Regions from separate parts of the Sus scrofa genome. Here region 1 is linked to region 2. The links are chromatin contacts, called in public Hi-C maps. All regions are on one chromosome and are shown on one strand. Each heading gives the region's core, a stretch centred on a gene start, on an enhancer-like site or on the middle of the called end of the contact. The rest is flanking DNA. Distances are from core to core; before and after follow the strand shown. Region 1 overlaps PCBP3 (poly(rC)-binding protein 3). Region 2 holds the start of SLC19A1 (folate transporter 1).

Region 1 (4,177 bases), core at 1,350-3,849, 190 kb after region 2:
GTGCACTCGTGGCAGGTGCCCAGAGCACGTTTCTGAACATGGCTGGAGCAGCGTGGGTGGCCGTGCAGCATGGGGGCCTGAGGGCAGGGGCGCAGAGGGGGCTCAGGAAAAGCCGGCCTTCCTGCTCGCACTGAAGCCAGAAGCGTCCCAGGCTGAGGAGAGCAGGACGCAGGCACCACGTGAGCCCGTGTGAAGGGGTGGGATGTGTCCTTTTGGGGCAAAGCAGGAAACGGGCCAACCCGAGGGAGCTGGGCTTCTGCGGCCGAGGACCTGGGGGTGACTCCCCGGGCACGTGGGCACATCTGGGGCATGTGCCTGCTTTGTGCTCAAGAGGTTCATCCCGAGATGTGGGCTGGATGGTGGCCTTGTGGCCCGCTGCCCACCCTCACAGCCAGCCCGGCCTGCCACACGTGCCGGGGCTGGGGTCCAGCAGGGCCTCCCTCGTCTGCCGTCCACTCTCCCTGCCTGTCTGGCCCCGAAGTCCTTCTGGAAGGCTGAGGTCCAGGCCCAGCGCGTCCCTGTCCCCACACCCACTCGCCTGACCCCGGGAGGTCCACCCGCCGTCTCCCATCCTCACTGCTGGTCTCGGTCACAACCCGCCCTGGGTCTCACTGCTGCCCGAGGACAGTGGTGCCCTGTGTGACATCAGCCTCACATGGCCTGTCGGTGGCCTCTCGGTGGAAAAGGAGCCGAGGTCCCCGGACAGCGGGTCTGGGGTCCTGCAGGCGGGACCACGGCCGACCCCACGGCCCACGGCCTCACCGCGAGGCTCCTCTCCACGCGGCTGCACGTCTGGCGCCAGCTGGTGGCCGTCATTTGGTCTCCGTCCTGGCTGGTGGCGGGGCTCTCGCAGGCCAGCCTGGGGTAGGGGAGTCGGGCCGGTGTGCGAGCCCAGGGCCGTCGCTGCTCCGCCGCCAAAGCAGGTGTTTGGCTCGTGCGGCGAGAGGCGAGCGGCGGGCAGAGATCCTCAGCCACGGCGGCTGTGTCGCCCCAGCCTTCAGAGCAGTCGCATGAGAAAAACCAGCCGCGCCGGTGGCCGTGCGCCCGCCCCTCCCGTGTCGCTTGATGACAGTGACCGAGCCGGTCAGTCGTCCTGCTGTGCCCACCGTCCCTGAGCTGGTGCTGCTCCCCTGAGGCCATCGTCACCATCCGGGGGCCTCGCAGCTGGGGCTCCTTCCCGGGGGCCACCCTCATGGCAGCTCCACCGAGGGACCCCCCCCCACCCCGGGCCAGCCCACAGCTGGCCAGGGCCGAGGCGCCCTCTCCCTGTTGCACGTCCAGCCACCACAGAGCTGCGCCTCTGGGGCCAGGGAGCAGCAGGGGCCCCTGCTGGGTGCGGCCCCCCCTTGCCGTCCTAAGGGTCTGCTGTCCTGGCCGGGAGGGTCTGGGAGAGCCGGAGCTGCGCTGCCTGGGGCTCGGGGCCGTGAGCGACATGGGCCCTGTGAGCCCCGGGGCCGTGGGGCTTTGAAAGTAGGTGGATCCGCGTGTGCTTTGGGAAGGCACCTTGGTCTGCAGGAGGTGGGAGCCGGCTGGACAGGGGGCTCCAGGGCAGGACAGCCCGCACCCAGGGGAACGGCTCTCCCCCGCCCTGGAGTCAGGATTGGCTGGGCCGGGTCCTATTTCTAACTGATACTCAAGTATTTCTCTTTAATGCCTATGAGTTCTTTGTTATTATTTTTCCTGTTTTCGGTAAAAAGTCAAAAACTTCAATCTGTGTCAGGCAGAATTACAATTTAAAAACAAAAGTATTTTGTCGTGAAAACTTTGGTTCTGATTCTTTAAATTTATGTCCCTGAGGCATCTGTTGCGTGTCCCTTGCAGAGTCCCTTGGAGACAGCTGGACTTTTTTCTCCTGCTGCCTCGGCCCCGGGCTTGCCTGCGATGCGGTGCCAGCAGGGGTCTGGTCACTTCCTGCAGACGAAGGGGCCCGGGGTCTCTGAGCCGCAGAGCCTGCCTTTCTTCCAGGCGTGGTGACCCCGTGTGGCTTTACACATTTTTGTCTGTGTTGCAGGCCTGGCCTTTAAAATAATCTTAATTTTCATTCTGCTATGTTTTTATTTTATGTCACGTATTTATTTTGTTTTTATTCTGTTTATGTTTTTGCTTTGTTCATCTTCTGCCCCCTCGGAACAGTCCGGCTGCAGACAACAGTGGTTTCTGCCGTTCCTTGCCTCGGGTGGGAGCAGAGCCTTCTCTCCCAGACCCCTGTGGGGCCCGTGGGGAGGGAGCCTGGCGGCTTTTGCTCTGGGAGGGCGGGGAGCCCAGCCCTGCTCTCAGTGGCCTGGCTCTGAGTCGCCCCAAATCCCTGGGTGCCTGCTGAATATGGGTGTCCAGGATCTCAGCACAGAGGATGGAGGGGGCAGGCCCTGCAGCCCCGGCCACCTCGCCTTACCCTGCGCCTGCGTCGTGGACGGTCTAGGGACCCTGAGGATTCTAGGGCTGTCCCCCCACGGGGGCGGGGGAGGGGAGAAACATACTCTGAAGAACGTGGGGGGCAGGGAGCAGCAAAACGCAGATGTGCGCCCTGCCCCCACTGGAGGCAGGAGGAGGCCAGGTCGGCTCCCAGCCAGGCTCCCAGCCAGGCTTCAGGCGCATGGAGAGCCCGCTCCTTCCTCCTCCCGGAGCCTGGCCCACCTCGTCCTGCCGCCTCCAGTCCCCTCCTAGCTACGCGGGGCCACCTGGTGGGGCACGTGGGGCACCAGGGCCTCTGCCTGGAGGAGGGCGCCCCGAGAGGGCTAAAGCTAACCAGGGGCCTTGCAGGTAACGCTGCCCGCCGCCCTCCGGGGGGCTGGGGGCTGGAGGCTGGAGCGAGTTCGGAGGAGAAGGCCCAGCCTGAAGGCCCAGCTCTTCCCACCCCGAGCCGAGCCGCCCGCAGGCTCCCGGCCCTGCGCCCGGGGTCGGTCCCACGTGTCTCCCGGGGCACAGCCCTTCCTCTCTTCCCAACCCCAGCAGGCACGTGGGTCCTGGCGTTTGAGCCGGGCCCTTGCAGAAAGATGCCTTCCTCCCTTTTCTCTGCTGCTTTCTCTCATCTCTCATTCTTACTTGAGAATTATCCTGGCAAGATTGGCTTAGGCTTCTTCATTCCAGAGCCCTTTGAGAGTTCCCCGGACTTCCCCACCGCTGAAGGGTGGCTGTTTCTCGTTCCTGTTTCGAATGAAGAGCTGAGGCTGAGAGCAGCCGCCTGGAGTCCAGCTGAGGGTCCCCTGCGGAGCAGGCCCTCAGGGGCCGCGTCTCAGGCTAGGAGTGCCCAGGCCCCAGGGGTTGTCCCCAGGGGTCAGGGAGCCGTCGCCTTTAGTGGAGCCGGGGCGGTGGGGCTCTGCGTCCTCCCGCAGCCCTGCTCACTGCTCCGGGCCCCAGCCCTGGCCCCTCCTCCTGCCTCCAGCCCGTCTGTGGATCTTCACCCCACCCCGGCCTGTAAATCCCCCCTTAGAGGGGCGGGAGGTGGGACGGGCCCGTGACTCTGCTCTGTCCCTCGGCAAAGGGATTTCGTGGACGTACTCCGGGTTCCCGGTCAGCTGACTGAATCGGGGGAGGCGGCCTGACCGAATCACAGGAGCCCCTCAGGCTGGCTCCAGCAGCGGGAGGTGCAGCCAGGCCGCCAGCCCACGGCCACGGGCACCGCGCTCAGCCTACGCGGGAGGCAGCAGGGGCCGAGTCGTGTGGGTGCAGGGACCAGACCTCTGCCCTTCACGCCATGAGCTGGTCCGTGGGCGCTGTGTTCAGCCCTCCGTTGGGGACGTTGCTGCCCAGCAGGGGACACAGTGGACAGACAAGCAGGGGGCAGTGGCCTGTGCTGAGTTGTTTTGTTTTCAAAGGATTAGCCGGTTGTCTTGGGGCCGGTTTACAATACTGCTGCCTTTGTCCCCGTCACGCCACCACTTGTGCCCCTCGGCCTCGGAGTTGATCTGCTCTGCAGAAAAGCCACCTTATGGCCCATCTTGCTATTTTTCTCCAAAATTCTAGTTTATTCCTCACCCTCTCTGCCTCCAGATAACGTGCCAGCCCTTTTGTTGTGGACGCAGGGTGGCCTCTTGTTAAAGTCACAGTTCAGGCTGGGAAAGAGGGCCCCTGGGCGGGCACGGGGGCCACTTGGGACCGGGACTGTGAGGGTCGAAGACGAGCCCTGGGCTGGTGGCCGCATGTGGTAAGGCAGACCCCCGGGGCAGAGCGAGCAGGG
Region 2 (4,225 bases), core at 729-3,228:
GGCCATCCCAGGAGCATGACCGCCACGCAGGAAGCGGGGCCTTGGGCAGGAGAGGCTACCTGTGCCACACTGGGCTGGGCACGGGGACAGGGGATGCAGAAGCCTGGTTCTCCCCAGCGAGGCCGGGCTGATGTGCTCCGGGTTTGTCGGCGTCAGGGCTCATGCTCTTCGTTTACTCCAGCTTAATCACCAGCACGGACAGGCGAGGCGGTCAGCTGCCACCGCTAAGACTAACGTCCCCTCCACACACTCAGGCCGGGGAGGGGAGGCACAGGGACGCATGCTCGCGGTGCAGAAACAGCGCAGAAGGCAAATGAGGGGGGTGCCCGAGCGCAGGGCAAGCGGGTGGCAGGGCACAGAAGGCAGCACGGCCAGCCGGGGGTTGTGGCGAGGACGAGGACCGAGGACCTTCAGAAGAAGGCTGTGGTTCCCAGACCCCCTGACCACCCGGCCGGCACCTGCCCTGGGGGGTGGGGCACCAGGTGCTCCCCCTGCTCCGTCCTCCCAGCAAACAAAACAACAGCAAACACCACCTCCGGTTTGCCATTTGGCCCCAGCTGCCCGGAGCAGGCTAACACCTGCCAGTTTTTCACAGAGAAAAGCCCTCTGCCCCTCCCGGATCAGGGGACAAGCCTCTGCGCTCCAGAGAGTAAAATAAAATCCTTGCTCCGTCACCACTGTGGACATGAAGCCCCTCTGGAGGCGCTGGTCAGCTCTGCCCAACATAAACACTCTAATACGCAGGGATACTGAACCCACCAAAGCCCTCCCTCTGGGTAAGCAACGTGCCAACACAAGAGGACAAAGACGCAGAGCCAGGCAGTCCAGCCCAGCAGGGGGTGAGCCCCAGCCAGGAGCCCTGGGGCCTGGGCAGCCAGCTCCTCGACCTGCAGAGAGCCGTGGTTCTGCTGATTCGGTCTGGCTTGTGGAAGCCCCCCAGTCTCCCTGGTCACCTCTTTGCAGGGCTTCCTTTGGGCAGCCTGGACAACAGCTCCTTCCTGCTGCGTTTTGAATTTTGGAGCCAGCTCAGATTCTAACCTGTCCCCTGAGACCTGCGGCTGGGACCCCAGTGGGGTGAGGAATACCACCAACCCATGTGTGTGCCTGGCCACTCCCTGAACTCTCCAGGACAAGAGCTGCAGACACGACCTGACAGAGGCGTAACTGCCCCACTGCCCTGGACCACCTCCAGCGCTGGGCTCCAACCGAGCCAAAAGCTACTCCAAAAGGAAGTTGTTCCCAACTAGACTCCAGGCGCAGGAAACGACAAGGGCTTGGCAGACCACAAAGGCACCGGGGGCTTCCCACACGCGAGGCTCCAAAAGTGACAGAGTCTCAGAGCACGCGCCAGGTTCCCACGAGCGCCGAGGCTGCACGTGGGGCTGATGGCTCCTGCATGCCCGCGAGCGCCCCAGCGCCCACCCGTCACCAGGGGCTCATGCGCCCCACGCTCCCCCCAGGCCCCGCAACCCCCGCACTAAGGGCCCATGCAACCCGCCCCCACCCCAGGCCCCGCAGCCCCCAGCCCCCGCCTCAGCGCCTACCTGGGCACCAGGAGCCCGTGCAGTCCGCGCTCCCCCTGGACCGCGCTCCCCCTGCAGCCCTCGGCCTGCACCCCTGCGCCCACCCCGGCACTCGGAGCCCGGGCACTCGTCCCCGCGCTCCGGCCGCGCTCCCTGCAGTCCTCAGCCTGCGCCCCCACGCCCACTCCGGGCCCCTGCAGCCCCCGACCCGCGCCCCCACACTTCTCACGGACCGCGCACCCAAGTACCTGCCAGCTCGCGGCCTCCCGAGCTCTGTGCCCCCCAGGACCACAATGCCCACAATGCCCCGCGGCGGCACGCTTCCGGGAGACTGGGGGAGGGGCGCGCCTGGTCCCGCCCCCGCCACACGTCACCACCGACCCCAGCCGCAAGGTCTCAGGCGCGCGCCCCGCGGTCGACCCCGCGGTCCGCGTCGGACGGGCGCAGCAGCTTCGCGCGCACGCCCCGAACCCCAAGCCCCGAATCCCGGGACGCCATCCCCACCCCAGCGCACCCTGCTGCCACCCCCCTAGTCCTGCGCCCCTAGTCACACGGCGCAGGCGACTCCCCCGTGCGTCCACCCGCCCCGCAGTCCCCACCACACCCCCGGAGCCCCCTCCCGAGAGCTGCTCGCGCGCCCCTAGCGCCCACCCACGCAGCACCGGGCTCCGGTCATACGGTCGCAGCTCGGGATGTGCTGGAGGCCTCCCGGGACCCGACCCTGCACGGAGGCACAAACCCACTCCCAGCTGTGACCGCCCCTTGGGCGAGTGCTGGACCCCTGACTTCGCAGCCTGTCCCGCTGCCCTCCTGAGCTAGAAGTTCGTGCGCTTTTTAAGTTCTTTCCGTCTCTGGCCAACCCGAAAACGCAAGCCAGGGACATTGGTCACTAAGCCAGGCAGGACAGGACAGTGGGGTTGGAAGGAGTCCTCCTCCCCCCAGGCAGCTGCCCTTGTGCGGGTCACCCTGACCCAATTCTGGTCTGGCGGCTGCCTGGGCGCGCAGTCGGCTCCCCCGACTCCCCCGACTCCTCGGGACTCTGTCCCCGCGCCCGCTCAGCTGCCAGAGGGAAGCAGAGCGAGTTGGGGGAGGGGCGCGAAGACAAAGGACAGGCCGTAGCTCTGGCGGGACAGAGCGGAAGGGGAGGCCTGCCTGAGGACCTGGAGGGGCCCGAGGGAGGGCACAGCCTGTCCTTGTGTGGGGCTGTCACCGTCTCCTTGCCAGTGCCTGTCCCCCCACCCCCCTTCTGGGCAGGACCACCCTCCCTGGACTTGGCCGGTCTGGGTCAGGGAGGCCCCTGCGCCAGGTCGTGGCCGAAGGGGGCACTGCCCAGGCCGTGACGCTCGGGCTGGAGCAGTGGGAAGCCACCCACCCCCTCCCCCTGTGGCAGCCCCACTCCCCACCCCCCTCTACTGGAGGAGGGAGAACCTGGAGGCTGGGGTCCTGATCGCAAAAGGCGGCTCCTCCCCGGCCCTGTCCAAAAGGCAGCCACGAAGGGGCGCAGCATAGGAGGCAGCGGTCAGCCACGCAATTGGGCAGGTCTGGGAACTGGGCCCTGGGTCAGACCGGCAGGGCAGCCCTTGGAGGCCAGACAGGGGCTGTTACTGGGAAGAGGGGAGGGTTAGGGAGCTGGACAGACAGCACCCAGGGGCCCGGCAGCATGGAGGCTCAGCAATCTGACCTGGGGACAGGAAGGAGGGGCGCCCATGGCACACGCAGCTGTGCACAGGTGTGCAGAGAGCAGCTGCCCCTCGAGTGAGCCCACTGTGAGGCTCAGAGCTCTGCCGCCAGGTCCCTCACCCGGTGGTCGCTCTCTGACCTGTGGGTGTTTGCAGAGCCAGAGGCAGTGCCTGCCTTCCCAGGCCTTGCTCCAGCCCCTGGCCACACAAAGCCCAGGGCTCCCGCGGGAGCTGGGCCTGGCCAGGGGTGGAGGGGTCGTGCTCACCACTGCCCCTCACCCCCAGGACTGGGCCAGGGCTGCAGTGTCAGACTGGGCAGTGGTGCCCGACGGTGCCCCAAGGGCGTTGTTACTCTGAGGAAAGAGGGAGGGCTCCCCTCCCCACCGCCGTCCAGGTGTGCTCGCACTGTCAGGTGGGCTCCCCCCGTCCAGGTGTGCTTGCGCTGTCAGGAGCAGCCTGGTCACCAGGGCACGGGCTCCCGGAGGCCCCCCAGAGGCAGCCACTGGAAATGGAATCGTCAGGCAGAGAACCATGCGACAGGGGGAGCCATCCTTGTGGGGGGTGGATCTTGTGCTTCTGTCATTTGGCTGAAGAGGTTCTCTTGGCTTTAAGAGTCTATGCATCGGACGTCTCTGTGCCAGCTCTGAGCAAGCTCCAGGTGGCTGCTGCAAGGGTCGCAGAGGGAACAAGAGCTAGTTAGTCCCTGGGTGAGCCCACGGCCTGAAGGGGTCAGGAAGTGCCAGTGCACAGAACCACAGCCTCGCCATCTGTATGCTCCAGCAACGTCACAGGGATGCCCGGGGTCCACAGCCCACGAGAACTGAAGGGGCTCAGACGGGTTTGGGGTTGTGGTGAACAGCAGCCCCCAGCCCAACCTGGCCCACGCAGCACCGTCTCCCTTGCAGAGGGTGCTCCAGGCTGTCCCCCACTCACCCCCTCCTGGCCCCTCCCAGAGTCTATCCCAGCCCCCTCCCCTCCCTCACCCTCCCCACCACCAGTAGAGCCCAACAACCCAACAACCTG

What was found. A called contact is a pair of places that touch in the nucleus more often than the background predicts.
Region 1: a contact with region 2 is called in a Hi-C map of epiblast stem cells, with 1.8 times the contacts expected there. The contact joins the enhancer-like site here to the promoter of SLC19A1 in region 2. A contact is called at or near these places in 4 of 5 promoter capture datasets (fetal liver, fetal skeletal muscle and liver), 10 of 47 Hi-C or Micro-C datasets (alveolar macrophages, brain, embryonic fibroblasts and 5 more) and 1 of 2 datasets of contacts at active chromatin or transcription factors (skeletal muscle).

The regions. Positions count from the first base shown.
Region 1 is chr13:208,190,667-208,194,843 of Sscrofa11.1, forward strand. The region is part of intron 2 of PCBP3 (poly(rC)-binding protein 3); the gene reads left to right. Among named protein-coding and RNA genes, the nearest start is that of PCBP3, 130 kb to the left of the region's middle. Within about 2 kb of position 2,600, at least 8 of the 83 cell types and tissues checked have an H3K27ac peak or open chromatin away from gene starts, as enhancers often do. A contact at or near this core is called in epiblast stem cells, where this site is marked.
Region 2 is chr13:208,005,877-208,010,101 of Sscrofa11.1, forward strand. SLC19A1 (folate transporter 1) reads right to left here and starts at 1,979. Exons shown (of 8, transcript XM_021071539.1): 1 at 1,772-1,979.